Linked DNA regions of Pan troglodytes: all the other regions are linked to region 4. The links are chromatin contacts, called in public HiChIP or PLAC-seq maps. All regions are on one chromosome and are shown on one strand. Each heading gives the region's core, a stretch centred on a gene start, on an enhancer-like site or on the middle of the called end of the contact. The rest is flanking DNA. Distances are from core to core; before and after follow the strand shown. Region 1 holds the start of WDR18 (WD repeat domain 18). Region 2 holds the start of TMEM259 (transmembrane protein 259). Region 3 holds the start of RNF126 (ring finger protein 126). Region 4 holds the start of PTBP1 (polypyrimidine tract binding protein 1). Region 5 holds the start of ARID3A (AT-rich interaction domain 3A).

Region 1 (2,886 bases), core at 120-2,619, 190 kb after region 4:
TGAGGCAGGTGGATCACCTGAGGTCAGGTGTTCGAGACCAGCCTGGCCAACATGGTGAAACCCCGTCTCTACTAAAACTACAAAAATTAGCTGGGCGTGGTGGTGAACACCTGCAATGCCAGCTATTCAGGAGGCTGAGGCAGGAAAACCACTCGAAGCCAGGAGGCGGAGGTCGAAGTGAGCTGAGATCACGCCACTGCACTCCAGCCTGGGCAACAGAGTGAGATCCACCTCTCCTGCTTGTCTACAAAAAAACAAAAATAAATAAAGTAAAAATTAAAACAGGGCCAGGCACAGTGGCTCATGTCTGTAATCCCAACCCTTCGGGAGGCCTAGGTGGGAGCATCATTTGAGCCCGGGAGTTTAAGACCAGCTGGGCAATAAAGCAAGACCCTGTCGCTGCAAAAAAAAAAAAAAAGCACAAAATTAGTTGAATGTGGGTCCTATGGTTCCAGCTACTCGGGAAGCTGAGGTGGGAGGATGGCTTGAGCCCAGGAATTGGAGACTACAGTGAGCCATGATTGCACGATTCTCCTGCCTCAGCCTCCCGAGTAGCTGGGATTACAGGCATGCACCGCCATGCCCAGCTAATTTTTGTATTTTTAGTAGAGAAGGGTTTCACCTCGTTATCCAGGATGATCTTGATCTCGTGATCCACCCACCTCGGTCTCCCAAAGTGCTGGGATTACAGGCCGGAGCCACCACGCCCGGCCGATTTTTTTAAATAATGTTTTTTAAATAATGTTGGAGGCCGGCCTCAGTAGCTGACGCCTGTAATCCCAGCACTTTGAGAGGCCGAGACGGGCAGATCACCTGAGGTCAGGAGTTCGAGACCAGCCTGGCCAACGTGGTGAAACTCCGTCTCTACTAAAAATACAAAATTTAGCTGGGCGTGGCGGCTCACACCTGTAATCCCAGCTACTCGGGAGGCTGAGACAGGAGAATCGCTTGAACCCGGGAGGCAGAGGTAGCAGTGAGCCGAGATCGCACCATTGCACTCCAATCTGGGCCACAGAGCAAGACTGTCGCAAAATAAAGAAAGAAAATAAAAATGAGGTTGGAGGAAACTCTGGAGGCACAGCAGGTCCTTGGATTGGACTCCCTCCCTCCCTCCCTCCCAGGATAAAATGAAATCCAGGCCTCGTTCACAAGGCCCTGCACGGCCCAGCCCCGCTCCATGGTCCTGCCTCAGGGCCTTCGCACGGGCCTGCCCCGCACACGGTTCTCTGGGGGTCGCTGGCTCCCAGCTCAAACGGCCCCTCCTGCCGACCAGGCGGGTCCCCGGGGCCGCCCTCCCTCCGGCCTGGGCTCGGGGTCGGTGGCTCGCGCCTGCCACCTGGCGGCCAGCGGGGCTGCGGCGCCGCACGCTCTGGCACCAGCCTCCTGCCCCGGCCGTGCCCTCCGCCGGGAGCCGCGGACCAGGAGTCGCACCGCCTCCGGGGACCGCACCCCGCATGCAGCCTCCAGCCCCTGCCTCTTTCTGCTCCAGGGCACACGACCCAGGTCAGCTGCAACCCCCGGGCGGAAATCCCGACTTTTAAATGAATGCTCCCTTTTTATCCCTTTTTAAGGGGTTGGCAACTAATTGCACATTTTAAATCATACTGTTTTTAGGCCAGACGTTGTGGCTGAAGCCTGTAATCCCAGCGGTTTAAGAGGCCAAGGCTTGAGCCCAGGTGTTGGAGACCAGCCTGAGCAACACAGTGAGACCTCCCATCTCTACTAGATATATATTTAGTATAAATAAATAATAGATATGTTTTTCTTTGAGACAGAGTCTCATTCGCCCAGGCTGGAGTGCAGTGGCGGGATCTCGGCTCACTGAGACCTCCGCCTCCCGGGTTCAAGCGATTCTCCTGCCTCAGCCTCCCACCACGCCCGGCTTTTTGTACTTTTTGTAAAGACGGGGTTTCGCCATGCTGGCCAGGGTAGTCTCGAACTCCTGATCTCAGGTAATCCACCCACCTCGGCCTCCCATAGTGCTGGGATTACAGGCCTGAGCCAAAGCGCCCGGCCTTTTTTTTTTTTTGAATGCCGTTTTCAGACATGGTCCGTGACGGGCAGCCGTGACATGAGGTTAGACCCTGCTTGGCTCGGACAGAACTGGCCACTTGTTTGACCTACACCAAGCTATCCGACTAATAATTTAGATGTTGAGGCCTCTAAAGAGGGGTCAAGGGGGAGGCAGATGTCGACCAATAAGGAAACACTGGGCCGGGCGCGGTGGCTCACGCCTGTAATCCCAGCACTTTGGCAGGCCGAGCTGGGAGGATCACTTGAGCTCAGGAGTTCGAGGCCAGCCTGGGCAGGACAATGAGACCCTGGCTCTACAAAACTAAATAAATAAGGAAGCAGTGAATTCCAATGTATTCATCGCCAACTAGCCATGTTGCTGGGTGTGCGCTCTCTCTTTTAGGCGCAATGTGTCATTTAGGCCTGTGACGTCGGAACTTTATTATTTGAACATTTAAAAATAAATGAATCCAAGAGGTTGAGTCACTTGGCCAAAAATGCCCAGGAGGAAAAGGCCAAGTCAGGTACCCCGGCTCTAGAGCTACTAACTGATCGCCGGAGACCCTGGGCCTTGGAAGAAGTCGCCTGCCCAGATGTCTAAGCAGGCTGCGCGACCCTCGAGTCTCGGGTAAGCGGGAAATCCCACTTCACAAGAAAGCCCCTCTCCCCGAGGCACGGGCGCATGCGCGGGTCGGCCACCCGCTGGGGCCGCGGGGCCGCCGCTCTGGCCCGCGTGCGGCAGTCGTCCGCGTCTCGCTGATGATGACGCACGTCCGGGGCGGTGGGGAAGGCAAGATGGCGGCGCCCATGGAGGTGGCCGTGTGTACGGACTCGGCGGCCCCGATGTGGAGCTGCATCGTGTGGGAACTTCAC
Region 2 (2,740 bases), core at 129-2,628, 220 kb after region 4:
ATTTCGCCAGGTGGCCCACGACCCCGGCCAGCTTGTTTTCTGAGGGGCTGCAGCTGCTACTGAGCCCCTCCTGTCACCCAAGCAAGACTCCTTCTCAGAGGGAGTCAGGCCGATGCCTGTCCTGCACGGCTGAGTCCTCTGCCATCTGAGGAGGGCGGGAGGGGGACAGAGCCCAAGACGCGGAGGCCGGTGCCTCATAGGGGAGGCACGGGCGACAGACTCACAACCTGAGCTCCTGAAGCAGGAAGGGGGTGGGGACCCAGCGGAGGAAGAGGCCGGGGATGGGGTGGTACACTGCTGCCGGTGACTTTGCCGCTAACCCTAGCGAGGTGACCTCAGCTAAGTCACATTCCCCTGAGGCTCAGGAGCGGGGAACGGGGTGGGGGCAGCTGAAAGGCTACAAGGAGGAAGAGAGGGGAGTGGGGAGTGGACTTCCAGGACAGGGGTTGGTCCGAGGGAGCCCTGTGTCAGGCTGGGTTCTGGGCCAGCACATTGGGAGGGGAGAGAGGCCTCGGAACTGAGGGTCTCAGGCGGCAGAGTCAGGGGTCAAAGGGCGGGAGGTGCTACCTCGCAGGCCAGGACCGGACTCCAAGCCTGGGTAGGTGGGGACCTGGGAAAGGCGGTCGCCGGGGACAGGATGGGCCCTGGAGGGAGCTGACAGTGAGGTTTCAAGAGTAGAGAACAGCGGCTTCTAGTGCAGCGGGACCCAGCCTTCCCGGGTGGACGTCCCCGGGCGGGATGGGGTCACGAGACGGTGTCCCTGGCCAATCCCAGGGTCAGAGGTCGCGAGGGAGAGCCCTAATCGGTAGGGCCGGGTATAGGCCTCAGGGTGCAGGGTGGCGCTCGGTGTCCCCAGCGGGGCCAGGGGTCGCGGTCGGAGGTAGCAGACTTGGGGGTCGGGACAGCCGCTGGGGTCAAGGGTCGGGGGTCGGGGCCGCGGTCACCTTGAGCAGCACGAAGAACTCGAAGAGACGGCGGAAGGCGGGCGGGAAGAGCCGCGAATAGGTGACAGCCATCTTGAAGAACAGCGCGTGGAAGAGCCGGTCGCGCACGTTGATGAGGGGGTTGGGGTTGAGATTGGGGGTGCGAGGCCCGCGCGCGGGGGCCGGGCCGCCGCCGCCGCCGTTGGGCCCGGGCCCCGCAGCTGCGGGCTCCACGTGCTCCGACATGCCTCCCAGCGTCGCGCCCTAACGACCCGCAAGTGTCCGAGGGCGCCTCCCGGCCGCCATCGGCCGCCCTCGCAGCCGCCGCTCTCCTCACGGCCTCCCGGCCGCCGCCGCCATCTTCCGCCTTCTCGTCCGGCTGCGGCGCTGCTGACGCTAGCGAGTCGCCACGCCGGGCAAGAGCGGCCCCCCTGCGCCCGCAGAGAACGCTGGGATGCCAGCGGCGCCCGCGGAGGCCTCACCCCCTACCTCGGCCGCTCCAGGGGGGCGGGACTGCATCTGGGCCACCTCTTTTGCATATTGGCACCCACAATCCACCGCGTCTATGAGGCCAGTATAAGGCGGTAAAATTACGATAAGATATGGGATTTTACGTGATCGAAACATCAAAGTAAGCGTAAACACGAAAGTTGTTCTGCAACATACCACTGTAGGAAATTATGCTAAATATGAAACCGACCATAACTTATCCTAATCATAAAATGTTTTGATTGAAGGGCTTAAAATAGGTGTGACGGTAACCGTTGAGTCGTGCTTGCTTCGGCAGCACATATACTAAAATTGGAACGATACAGAGAAGATTAGCATGGCCCCTGCGCAAGGATGACACGCAAATTCGTGAAGCGTTCCATATTTTTGCTGTAGTCCCCAGCTCGTCACCTCGTTTGGCTTCTCTTGCCCGGATCCTCCCATGACGTCACAAGGCCAGTGACGTCATATCCATCTCCTGTGGCACCACTAAGGTTGGCGGTAGAACAATCTGGCAGTCTCCACTCCTGCGTGGCGCTGTGCCACCTGCCCCCGTAGCTTCGCGCAGCAATAAATAAATAAGTGCTCTTCAGGGGCACTTACTGAGTGCCGGCTGCGTACACAAGAGGATACTATGGTTTTTGGGTTTTTTTGTTGTTTGTTTGAGATGGATTCCCGCTCTGTCGCCCAGGCTGGAGCGCAGAAGCGCGATCTCGGCTCTCTGCAACCTCCGCCTCCCGGGTTCAAGCCATTCTCCTGCCTCAGCCTCCCAAGTAGCTGGGATTACAGGCATGCGCCACCACGCCCGGCTAATTTTATATTTTTAGTAGAGACGGTTTCTCCATGTTGGTCAGGCTGGTCTCGAACTCCTAACCTTAGGTGATTTGCCCGCCTAGGCCTCCCAAAGTGCTGGGATTACAGGTGTGACCCACCAAGCCCGCCAAAAAAAAGTTTTGTTTTGTTTTGTTTTTTGAGACGCAGTCTCACTCTGTCGCCCAGGCTGGAGTGCAGTGGCGTGATCTCGGCTCACTGCAACCTCTGCCTCTTGGGTTCAAGCAATTCTCTGCCTCAGCCTCCTGAATAGCTGGGATTGCAGGCTTCCACCACCACACCCGGCTATTTTTTTTTGTATTTTTAGTGGAGACCAGGTTTCATCATCTTGGCCAGGTTGGTATTGAACTCCTGACCTCGTGATCCACCCGCGTCAGCCTCCCAAAGTGCTGGAGTTACAGGCATGAGCCACCGCGCCCGGCCCCCCAAAAAAATGTTTTTAAAAATTAACTGAGGACGTTGGTGCATGCCTGTAATTCCAGCTACTTGGGAGGCTG
Region 3 (2,854 bases), core at 251-2,750, 140 kb before region 4:
CCTGGGCACAGGGTGGGGAGTCCAGACCCCTCCACCTCCTGCGGCTGCTCCCCTTAAGCTGGCCAAGCGGCTCCCGACAAAGCCGGCTCTGCCACTTTCCCGCTGAGCCACCACGCGCCTCAGTTTCCCCATCTATAAAGCACGGGTGGCTCGACTAAATCACCACTTTGCACGTCAGCCTGGCGAAGGGCAACACGGGTTAAAAATGCAGACCACCGCCGGGCACGGTGGCTCACACCTGTAATCCCAGCGCTTTAGGAGGCTGAGCCAGAAGAATCGCTTGAGCCCAGGAGTTCAAGACCAGCCTGGGCAACACAGGGAGACCCCATTCCTAAAAATAATATTAGAAATGCAGACTGCTGAGCGCATTCCACACCTACTGACTCCGAAACCCTGGAAAAGGGGCCTGGAAATAGCACCTTCAACGAGCGCTGCTCCCACCTCCCCCAAGGTGACATCAGGTCCGCGTGGGAAACACTGCCCTAAACGAGCAGGAAGTAGCACTCGGCACGCCCAGGCCCAGGGTCCTCTTCGGTGAGGGGCGGCTGTAAACACCTGGAGGAAGGGTGGGCTGCGCAGCCAAGCCCCGGGAGGGGAGGAACGCAGGCTCCGCTCACAAAGCCCCGCCGGCGGGCCGCGGTCGGACTCCGGGACAGTGCCTGGAGCGTTCCGGGCCTGGGCCTGCCTCCAAGGCGGCGGCCAGGGCTCCACGAGGCGAGCCTGCAGCGAGGCGACGGCGCCCCCAACCACGCGCTCGGCGGGGGTCCCCTGGCGTTATTCTCGGGGTCCGAGCCCCGCCAGGCCCAGCCCCTGCCCCGCGCCGCGCCACCGGGCAATACCCTCTCTCTGCTCGCCGGGCCTCAGTTTCTCCGTTTGCAAAACCAGGCTCACCGGGCTTAGGGATCCCACCTGGGATCCTCGCGGCCTCTCGGGTCGGGAACGCCGCGGATGTGGGGTCACCCGGCCGCGATCCCGCTGCGCCGCTCCGGCCAGGCCCTGCCTCCCGCCCGGGCCTCAGTCTCCCGCATGTACAGGACGGGGTTCGCGCGCGCACCGCCCGGGCTCCCCGCGGATTCAGCCTGGGCCGGCGCTGCCCCGAGCCTCAGTTTTCCCGTCGTGGTCAGCTCGCGCAAGAGGCGGGAGCAAGCGACCCCCACCCCGGCCCCGGCCTTGCCTCAGGCCTGCGGCACAGACCCTGCCGCCCGCCGCCCCGGCCCGGGCCTCACCGGCAGGCGCGGGACGATCTCCACGGAGCAGCAGTGGCAGAAGTACCGTCCGGGATGCGGCGACGCCTCGGCCATGGCCGCCGCCACCTACTCCGCGCCGCCCGCCCCCCGCGCGGCACCCGCCGCCGGCCGTTTGCTGCTCCCTCGCCGGCCGACGCGCTCACGCACGGCACGCACGGCACGCGGGGCGGAGCGGGGGCGCGGGAGCGGCGAAAGCTGCGCACTCGGCGGGCAGCGGCCCGGGCGACGGTGGCCGCTGAGAGACAAACTAGGCCCGGCCGTTGGGCGGGGCTCCGAGCGGGGGCGGGGCTTCCAGCGGGGGCGGGGCCAAAGCAGGCGGCGGAAGAGACGAGAAGCCGGGCGTGCGCGGGGCGGGGCCGAGGCCCTCGTGTCCCTCAGTGCTTCCCTACCTCATCGCCGTCTCCCCTCACGGTACTTCAGCCCACTGTCCCCACAGTTCCTGGGGCTCGCCAGGCGCCCTCTCCCCCGCCCCCTGCCCGGTGCAGCGCTCTCCCGACGCCCGCGTGGCTTTCTTCCAGGTCTTTGCTCAAATGTCAGCTTACAAGGTCTTCTCTGCTGCCCTCCTGCTCCGTGGCACTGATTTCCTCCCGATGCACTGTCAGGTCAGCTGCGCAGCAAAGGGATTTTTGGACCCGCAGCAGCGCCTGACACACAGCAGGCATTCCCTCAGCGCTGCGGAATACAGGCAGACCCGGGGCTCAGGGTGCTGTCTGGGCCTCACCGGGACCCGTGGGGTCAGACAGAGGCTGAGGTCTGTGGGTTGTGGCCTTGTTTCCAAGATGCTCCGCGGGCTGACGGCCCAGGCGCCTCTCGGGTGCGGAGAGGGCAGGAAACCTAACCCCTGCTTCCAAATTTAATCAGTAGAAACGGTATCATCACCCAGCGCAGGCCAGGATCATTTCTGAGGTTAGTTCTGGCCCAATCATGCATGCATTTCTTTTTTCTTTTTTTTTTTGAGACGGAGTCTCACTCTGTCACCCAGGCTGGGGTGCAATGGCCCGATCTCGGCTCACTGCAACCTCCGCCTGCCGAGGGTTCAAGCGATTCTCCCGCCTCAGCCTCTCGAGTAGCTAGGACTAGAGGCACCCGCCACCACACCGGCTAATTTTTGTATTTTTAGTAGAAACGGGGTTTCACTATATTTGGCCAGGCTGGTCTTGAACTCCTGACCTCGTGATCCGCCCGCCTCGGCCTCCCAAAGTGCTGGGATTACAGGCATGAGCCACCGCACCCGGCCTCATGCATGTATTTCTTTCTTCACTCAACACTCATTGAGCACCTACTGCATACCAGACCCTATGCTGAATGCACGCAGATACCCCCAGCCCCATGAGATTGGACTGGATCGTGGGACTCAAGGGTGACTTTGGCTCTGCCTGGGGAAAGAGAGAGAGGGCTTCCGAGGGGTAAGGACATTGGAACCAGGGCTGAGGGATGAATAGGATTTGGTTGGAGTTGGACTTCCTGCAAAATGAGGCATTGGAGCCAGACTGTTGAGGAATTAAGAGTTGGAGCCTGTGCATTTAGATTTTTTGTTTGTTTGTTTTTTAGAGATGGAGTCTGGCTCTGTTGCCCAGGCTGCAGTGCAATGGCGCAATCTCGGTTCA
Region 4 (2,729 bases), core at 177-2,676:
CCCAGTGTGGAGGGCCAGGGTCATCCCCTCACTCTGGGATGGCTCCCAACCCGCTGACCTGGCCTCCCCGTCAGGCACCCTCACAGCTCTGTCAGACTCTTCATGTGATCAGCGCTCCTGGGAACATTAGTTTAGGGTGTTTTCTGCTGCTGGGATGGTGGCCCGGGAGGGACCCTCCTGGTGACCCTGCTGGGCCTGGCCCTCAGTTTCCCCAGCCGAAGGCTGGCAGCCTCGAACTGTACGAGTTCCAGGCCACAGTTTCCCCAGCTGTAGGTCAGTGGGCCATGGACTGTAGGGGGCTCGGGCCTCAGTTTCCCCAGCTGTAGGTCAGTGGGCCATGGACTGTAGGGGGCTCGGGCCTCAGTTTCCCCAGCTGTAGGCGGGTGGCCTGGGCCTCAGTTTCCCCAGCTGTAGGCGGGCGGCCTTGGATTGTATGGGGCCCGGGCCTCAGTTTCTCCAGCTGTAGGCGGATGGCCGTGGACTGTGTGTGGCCCGGACCTCAGTTTCCCCAGCTTTAGGCGGTTGGCCGCGGACTGTGCAAAGTCCAGGCCTCAGTTTCCCCAGCTGTAAGCGGGCGGCCGCCCACTGTACAAGGTCCAGGCCTCAGTTTCCCCAGCTGTAGGCAGGCGGCCGCGGACTGTACAAGGTCCAGGCCTCAGTTTCCCCAGCTGTAGGCGAGAGGCCGCGGACTGTACAAGGTCCAGGCCTGTTTCCCCAGCTGTAGGCGAGCGGCCGCGGACTGTACAAGGTCCAGGCCTCAGTTTCCCCAGCTGTAGGCGAGCGGCCGCGGACTGTACAAGGTCCAGGCCTCAGTTTCCCCAGCTGTAGGCGAGCGGCCGCCTACTGTATAAGGTCCAGGCCTCAGTTTCCCCAGCTGTAGGCGGGCGGCCGCGGACTGTACAAGGTCCAGGCCTCAGTTTTCCCAGCTGTAGGCAGCCGGCCGCGGACTGTGCGGGGCCCGGACCTCAGTTTCCCTATCTCCGCAGTCGGGATTCGCTGTTCCGGGGCGAACAAAGAACGGTCGGGGGTGACCCCGGATCATGGCGCGCCCGCAGTATCTGTGGCCACTGTGGAAACAGCCCTGGCGTGTCCGGGACGCGACGCGGCCTTTCCCTCCCCGCGCGATCACCCAGATGTGAGCGCTCAGTTTGAATCGGACTTTTTGGCCATGTGCCCACAAGCAACATGGAGCCCTGAGGGTTTCCTGCCCGACTCCAAGATGGCGATGCGACTCCCTTTGCCCTCACGGCCCAGGCGGGCGGGTCCTGCCCACTTGCAAGATGGCAGCAGCCTGGGCCAAGCACGCTTCCCGCCGCCTGACTCGCCACGTACCCACTCTCAAGATGGCGTCTCCCGCAAAGCCACGCGCCAGCTGACTGGCTCAGACGCCGTCACGTGATCCCATTTTCTCCCCCTCCCCCGACTCCACAAGCCGTTTCCGCCTTCGGCCTTGAGGAATAACCGCCTCCCCCAATAGGCGCCTGCGATTTCTCTGGGTCCCGCCCCCGGGCGGCTTTCTGGCCAGTGGGAGGTGCTGGCGGGGGCCCGCGGGGCTCTCCCCGCCCCCTGGCTGCAGCGGGAGCCAATGGGCAGCGCGCGCGGGGGACGTGTGCGGGCGTCTCCGCCATTTTGTGAGTCTATAACTCGGAGCCGTTGGGTCGGTTCCTGCTATTCCGGCGCCTCCACTCCGTCCCCCGCGGGTCTGCTCTGTGTGCCATGGACGGGTGAGTCGCACCTCGCCCCGCGCCCCACCGCCCTCCCCGCGCCGCAGCCCTGCCACCGCCGCCGCGCCGGCCTCCCCGGGGCCGATCTCGCCACCTCTCGGGCGGGAGGGGGCGGCGGGCTCTCCCCTTCCTCTCCGCGTGGCGGGCGCGGGCGCGGGGCGGGCCAGGGGCTTCCCGGGGGTCTGGCCGCGTCCCCATCCCCCGTCGGGCCCGCTTCCGGCCCCCGCGCGCCCCGTCCCTAGCGCACGCGGCCTCCCGCGCCCCTCCCCCTCCGCGCGCGGCCCCGCACTTCGCCTTTGCCCCGCCTCGGCGGCGCGCGGCCCTTCCCGCTTCCCGTCCGGCCCTCGCGCGCCCGGATGGCCCTTCCCGCCTCCCGTCCGCGCCCCTCGTGCGCCTGCGTAGCCCGTCGCGCGTCCCCGTTGTCCCCAGCGCGCGTGCGCGGCCGCCGTCGGGGGCGCGCGCCTTTCCCGCCGCCCGGACTCTGCCCCCGGCGCAGCCCCGGAAGCGCAGGCGGGCCTGGGGCGGCCGCCGGGAGGGAAAGCTGGCGCCGGGGCCTCGCCGCGGGCCCGAGTCTCTGCGCTCCCCGCCCTATCCCTGCCCCCAGTGCGCCCCGGTCCGCGGCCAAGGGGTTTCGGTGATCTCGGGAGAGAAGCGGCCGCCCCGAGGGTCTGTCCTCTGCCCCGGGGTCGGAGGGGCCTCTCCAGGGATCCCCGCGGGCGCCGTCATGGGGAGGGGCCTTCCCGGCTCTCGGGCCGGGGCAGCCTTTCCGGGCGGCTTTGCTGGGCGGGCTTCCCTTGGGAGAGGTGGGAGCCCCCTCCAGAAAGGCCGTGTCCCGCCGATCGCTTCCTGCGCGAGGCCCTCCCTGGGAATAGGAAGCGGGAGAGGCTGGAGATGTTTCGCATTCTTTCCGTTTTCCTGAGAAGTTTTTCTTGGGTTCAGTCACTTTTAAAAGTCTGTTAGAACGTGGTCCGTGCAGTCCGTGGTGTCAGAAGAGGCGCAGCCCTA
Region 5 (2,700 bases), core at 20-2,519, 130 kb after region 4:
CACCTCCCGGATTCAAGCGATTCTCCTACCTCAGCCTCCCAAGTAGCTGGGACTACAGGCGCGCGCCACCATGCCCGGCTATTTCTGTATTTTTGGTACAGATGGGGTTTCACCTTGTTGGCCAGGCTGGTCTCGAACTCCTGACCTCTGATGATCCGCCCACCTCCGCCTCCCAAAGTGTTAAGATGACAGGCGTGAGCCACGGCACCGGCCCCGGTTGCAGTTTTGTGGAGGGAGGAGGTGCAACTAGGTGGAAGGACAGAGAGAAAGTTGCAATGCCGTGTGCTAGTCTAGGGGAAGGGGAGGGAGACGACTACGACCCCGCCCCCAACACTCAGGACCGGGGACCCGAGCCCGCCAGAGACCCTCCACAAGTGAGGGTCCCCCCGGGTGGCCCCTGCCCGCCCTCCAGGCTCCCCCGGGGCTCACGTCCGGGCTGGAGCCTGGGCCTCTGCGCTTAGCCCCCTGGGGTCGCTTCCCGCGCACACAGCTCCCTGCAGAGCACGCGTCCCCCTCCCGACCGCCTTCCTTGCACCCCGCTCGGTGCCTCAGTTTCCTGCTCTGCGCAGTGGCGACAAGAAGGTTGCCAACTACAGAGAGGAGTGAGGGCTGGAGACGTGCAGGGACCTCCCTGGAGGGAGGCGCGGGGCACGTGGTTGGGCAAGCGACCGCTCAGACCGTGTAAGTCATCACCATCTTCACGGGGGGGTGGTGGGCAGCCGAGCTCCCGACGCTGGTGACAGCCGGGCCGGGCAGGGTCGTCCTGGTTTCACAAAGGGGCTCCAGGTCCCCGCGCGCACCTCCCCACGCCCGCGCCGAGTCCCCGTCTGCAGCCCGTCCCTCCCCAGAGGGAGGCCGGCGAGACCCTGGTTCCCTCCCTCCGACGCCGCCCGCCCAGCTCTGCACCGGGTCTTTCAAGCCCATTTCTCAGACTTGGAAACGGCGGCTCCGGAGAGTGAAGTCACTCTCTCAGGGTCTCTCCATCTAAGGGGCGAAGGTGAAACTCCGAGTCCACGAGGCCCAGCCTAGGTGCTCCGTAAGAAGGGAAGAGTCTTGGTCCCGGATCTGGCTCCGATGCCTCCGGCCAGCCCGCCCAGGCGGAGCCCCAGTCAGTCCCCTCTTCTTCCCCCGGGGCGCTCCCGCCCCAGCCCCTGCCCCCGGCACCCTCTGCGCTTGGGGCCGCGTCGCGCACTTTGCCCACCGTCCCTAGGCCGGGGGCGGGGCCTCCCGCGGCGCTGTTCCCCTTCCCGTTTATTATTTATTATCCTTTAAAGGGGCCGCGACCTGAAAATTTCCGTCCACTCTGCCCGGCTCCCCAGCGCCCCCGGGCTGGTTGCGCGTCGTCAGACCGCGGGAGGGGGGCGAGGGGGCGTGCGGGGAAAAGTGGGGAGCCCTGGCGAGGCCCTCCCGCGCCCGGGCCGCGGCGCTGAATCACCGGCCAGGTATTTGCATCCGAGAGCGACTCGTCCCCTGGTGATTTGTCTGGGGGTGGGGGAGGGGCGGGGCGGGGGCCGGCCGCGCGCGGGGCGCCTCTTACCAATCGGGCGGAGGGGTGTAGACGCGGACGCGGCTGGCGGCTCGGTGAGTCGGCGCGCGGCACAGCCCCGTGGGTCGGGGGCCGGGAGCCAGCGGCGCGCACCGGCGGCTGGAAGCCAGGCGGGCCCGGGCAGGCCGACCCCAGGCGCGGGGCGCGCGCCCCACTACGAGCCGCCCTGCGCGGTAAGGCTGGGGGGCGCGCTGGCCGTTCCCAGCGCGGGTTCCGGTGCCGGGGTGGGCGCAGTGCGTCCTGGAAGCCAAAGAAGGGGGTCCCCAAAGTTGGGCGGAGATGTTGGTGGGGGTCCCGGACTGGGAAGGCGGCCCTGGAGGGCTGGGGTTCGGGGAGTTTTCTCTGCACCCCGCTTGGAGACTTCACTCCCCACTGGATCAATCGCTCAGGGGCGAGCAGGGGCGATCGGGGGTCGCGAGTGCGCGCCCCCCCCCCCCAGCGGAAGGAAATGGTCTCTGCGCGCGCGCGGGGGGCTGCACCCCGATATTTTATTTCATTTTTATTCTTTCTCCCCGAAATCAGGGATTTATTCGGGAGCCCGGAGAGGAGGGAGGGTAGTTCCCGGCGAGCCTCCCCAGCCGGGCTGGTTTATTTATAAAGTGTCCGCCCCAGCGCAGAGAGGGGCCCCCGGGGGAGACACCGCGGCCCCCGCGCGCCGGGGTGGGTTGGGCCCGGGCGCCCGGTTCCTCGGCGGGGATACCCAGGAAGAGCCCCCTGACCCGTTTCAGGGCCCCCCAGACACAAAAGCGGGCGCAGGAAGCGCTGGGAGCGCGCGTTTGTCAACTCCAACGCTCGGCGCCGGCCCCGGGCGGCGGGTTCAATTATCTTCCGTTTTTAGGCGCTCGGGCTGGAGGGGTTCCCCCCCCATGCAAATCGGCCGCTTTCCAAGAAGCCTTTGAAATCCGGACCAGGGTTTCTGTCTTCTTATTTCTTCTCCTTCTTGAGTTTTTTTCTCACTTCCTCCAGGCACCCCCCAACCCAGGACTTTCTTAGCCCCCTCCCCAGCTTTCTGCCCCGCCCCTCCCCCTCCTCTTCCCTTCGTGGAGTGAGGGGCCCCTTTCGCCACCCGCGGGCCCGGGGCCTTGCACAACTCTTTAAATAACCATGTTTTGCAAGGCCCGGGCCGAGCGGGTGACCTCTCTCCGGAGGCCTGG

The links. HiChIP or PLAC-seq counts read pairs in DNA pulled down with a chosen protein or histone mark.
Region 1: a contact with region 4 is called in an H3K4me3 HiChIP or PLAC-seq map of stem cell-derived excitatory neurons, with 6 times the contacts expected there. The contact joins the promoter of WDR18 here to the promoter of PTBP1 in region 4. A contact is called at or near these places in 1 of 7 Hi-C or Micro-C datasets (stem cell-derived neural progenitor cells) and 1 of 1 datasets of contacts at active chromatin or transcription factors (stem cell-derived excitatory neurons).
Region 2: a contact with region 4 is called in an H3K4me3 HiChIP or PLAC-seq map of stem cell-derived excitatory neurons, with 3 times the contacts expected there. The contact joins the promoter of TMEM259 here to the promoter of PTBP1 in region 4. A contact is called at or near these places in 1 of 7 Hi-C or Micro-C datasets (induced pluripotent stem cells) and 1 of 1 datasets of contacts at active chromatin or transcription factors (stem cell-derived excitatory neurons).
Region 3: a contact with region 4 is called in an H3K4me3 HiChIP or PLAC-seq map of stem cell-derived excitatory neurons, with 3 times the contacts expected there. The contact joins the promoter of RNF126 here to the promoter of PTBP1 in region 4. A contact is called at or near these places in 1 of 7 Hi-C or Micro-C datasets (stem cell-derived neural progenitor cells) and 1 of 1 datasets of contacts at active chromatin or transcription factors (stem cell-derived excitatory neurons).
Region 5: an H3K4me3 HiChIP or PLAC-seq map of stem cell-derived excitatory neurons shows a contact between it and region 4, with 2.9 times the contacts expected there. The contact joins the promoter of ARID3A here to the promoter of PTBP1 in region 4. A contact is called at or near these places in 1 of 7 Hi-C or Micro-C datasets (stem cell-derived neural progenitor cells) and 1 of 1 datasets of contacts at active chromatin or transcription factors (stem cell-derived excitatory neurons).

What each region holds. Positions count from the first base shown.
Region 1 is chr20:3,267,126-3,270,011 of NHGRI_mPanTro3-v2.0_pri, forward strand. WDR18 (WD repeat domain 18) reads left to right here and starts at 1,370. Exons shown (of 12, transcript XM_016934508.4): 1 at 1,370-1,503; 2 at 1,615-1,703; 3 at 2,417-2,886. The coding sequence starts at 2,773.
Region 2 is chr20:3,305,161-3,307,900 of NHGRI_mPanTro3-v2.0_pri, forward strand. It overlaps TMEM259 (transmembrane protein 259), which reads right to left and starts at 1,379. Exons shown (of 11, transcript XM_016934513.4): 1 at 945-1,379. The coding sequence starts at 1,169. It overlaps LOC112206464 (U6 spliceosomal RNA), which reads left to right and starts at 1,695; the gene lies at 1,695-1,801.
Region 3 is chr20:2,942,321-2,945,174 of NHGRI_mPanTro3-v2.0_pri, forward strand. It overlaps RNF126 (ring finger protein 126), which reads right to left and starts at 1,501. Exons shown (of 9, transcript XM_016934488.4): 1 at 1,227-1,501. The coding sequence starts at 1,301.
Region 4 is chr20:3,081,896-3,084,624 of NHGRI_mPanTro3-v2.0_pri, forward strand. It overlaps PTBP1 (polypyrimidine tract binding protein 1), which reads left to right and starts at 1,427. Exons shown (of 14, transcript XM_003315969.7): 1 at 1,427-1,724. The coding sequence starts at 1,717.
Region 5 is chr20:3,210,447-3,213,146 of NHGRI_mPanTro3-v2.0_pri, forward strand. It overlaps ARID3A (AT-rich interaction domain 3A), which reads left to right and starts at 1,270. Exons shown (of 9, transcript XM_016934503.4): 1 at 1,270-1,442. It overlaps LOC107969633 (a long non-coding RNA gene), which reads right to left. Exons shown (of 2, transcript XR_001711569.4): 2 at 1,944-2,700.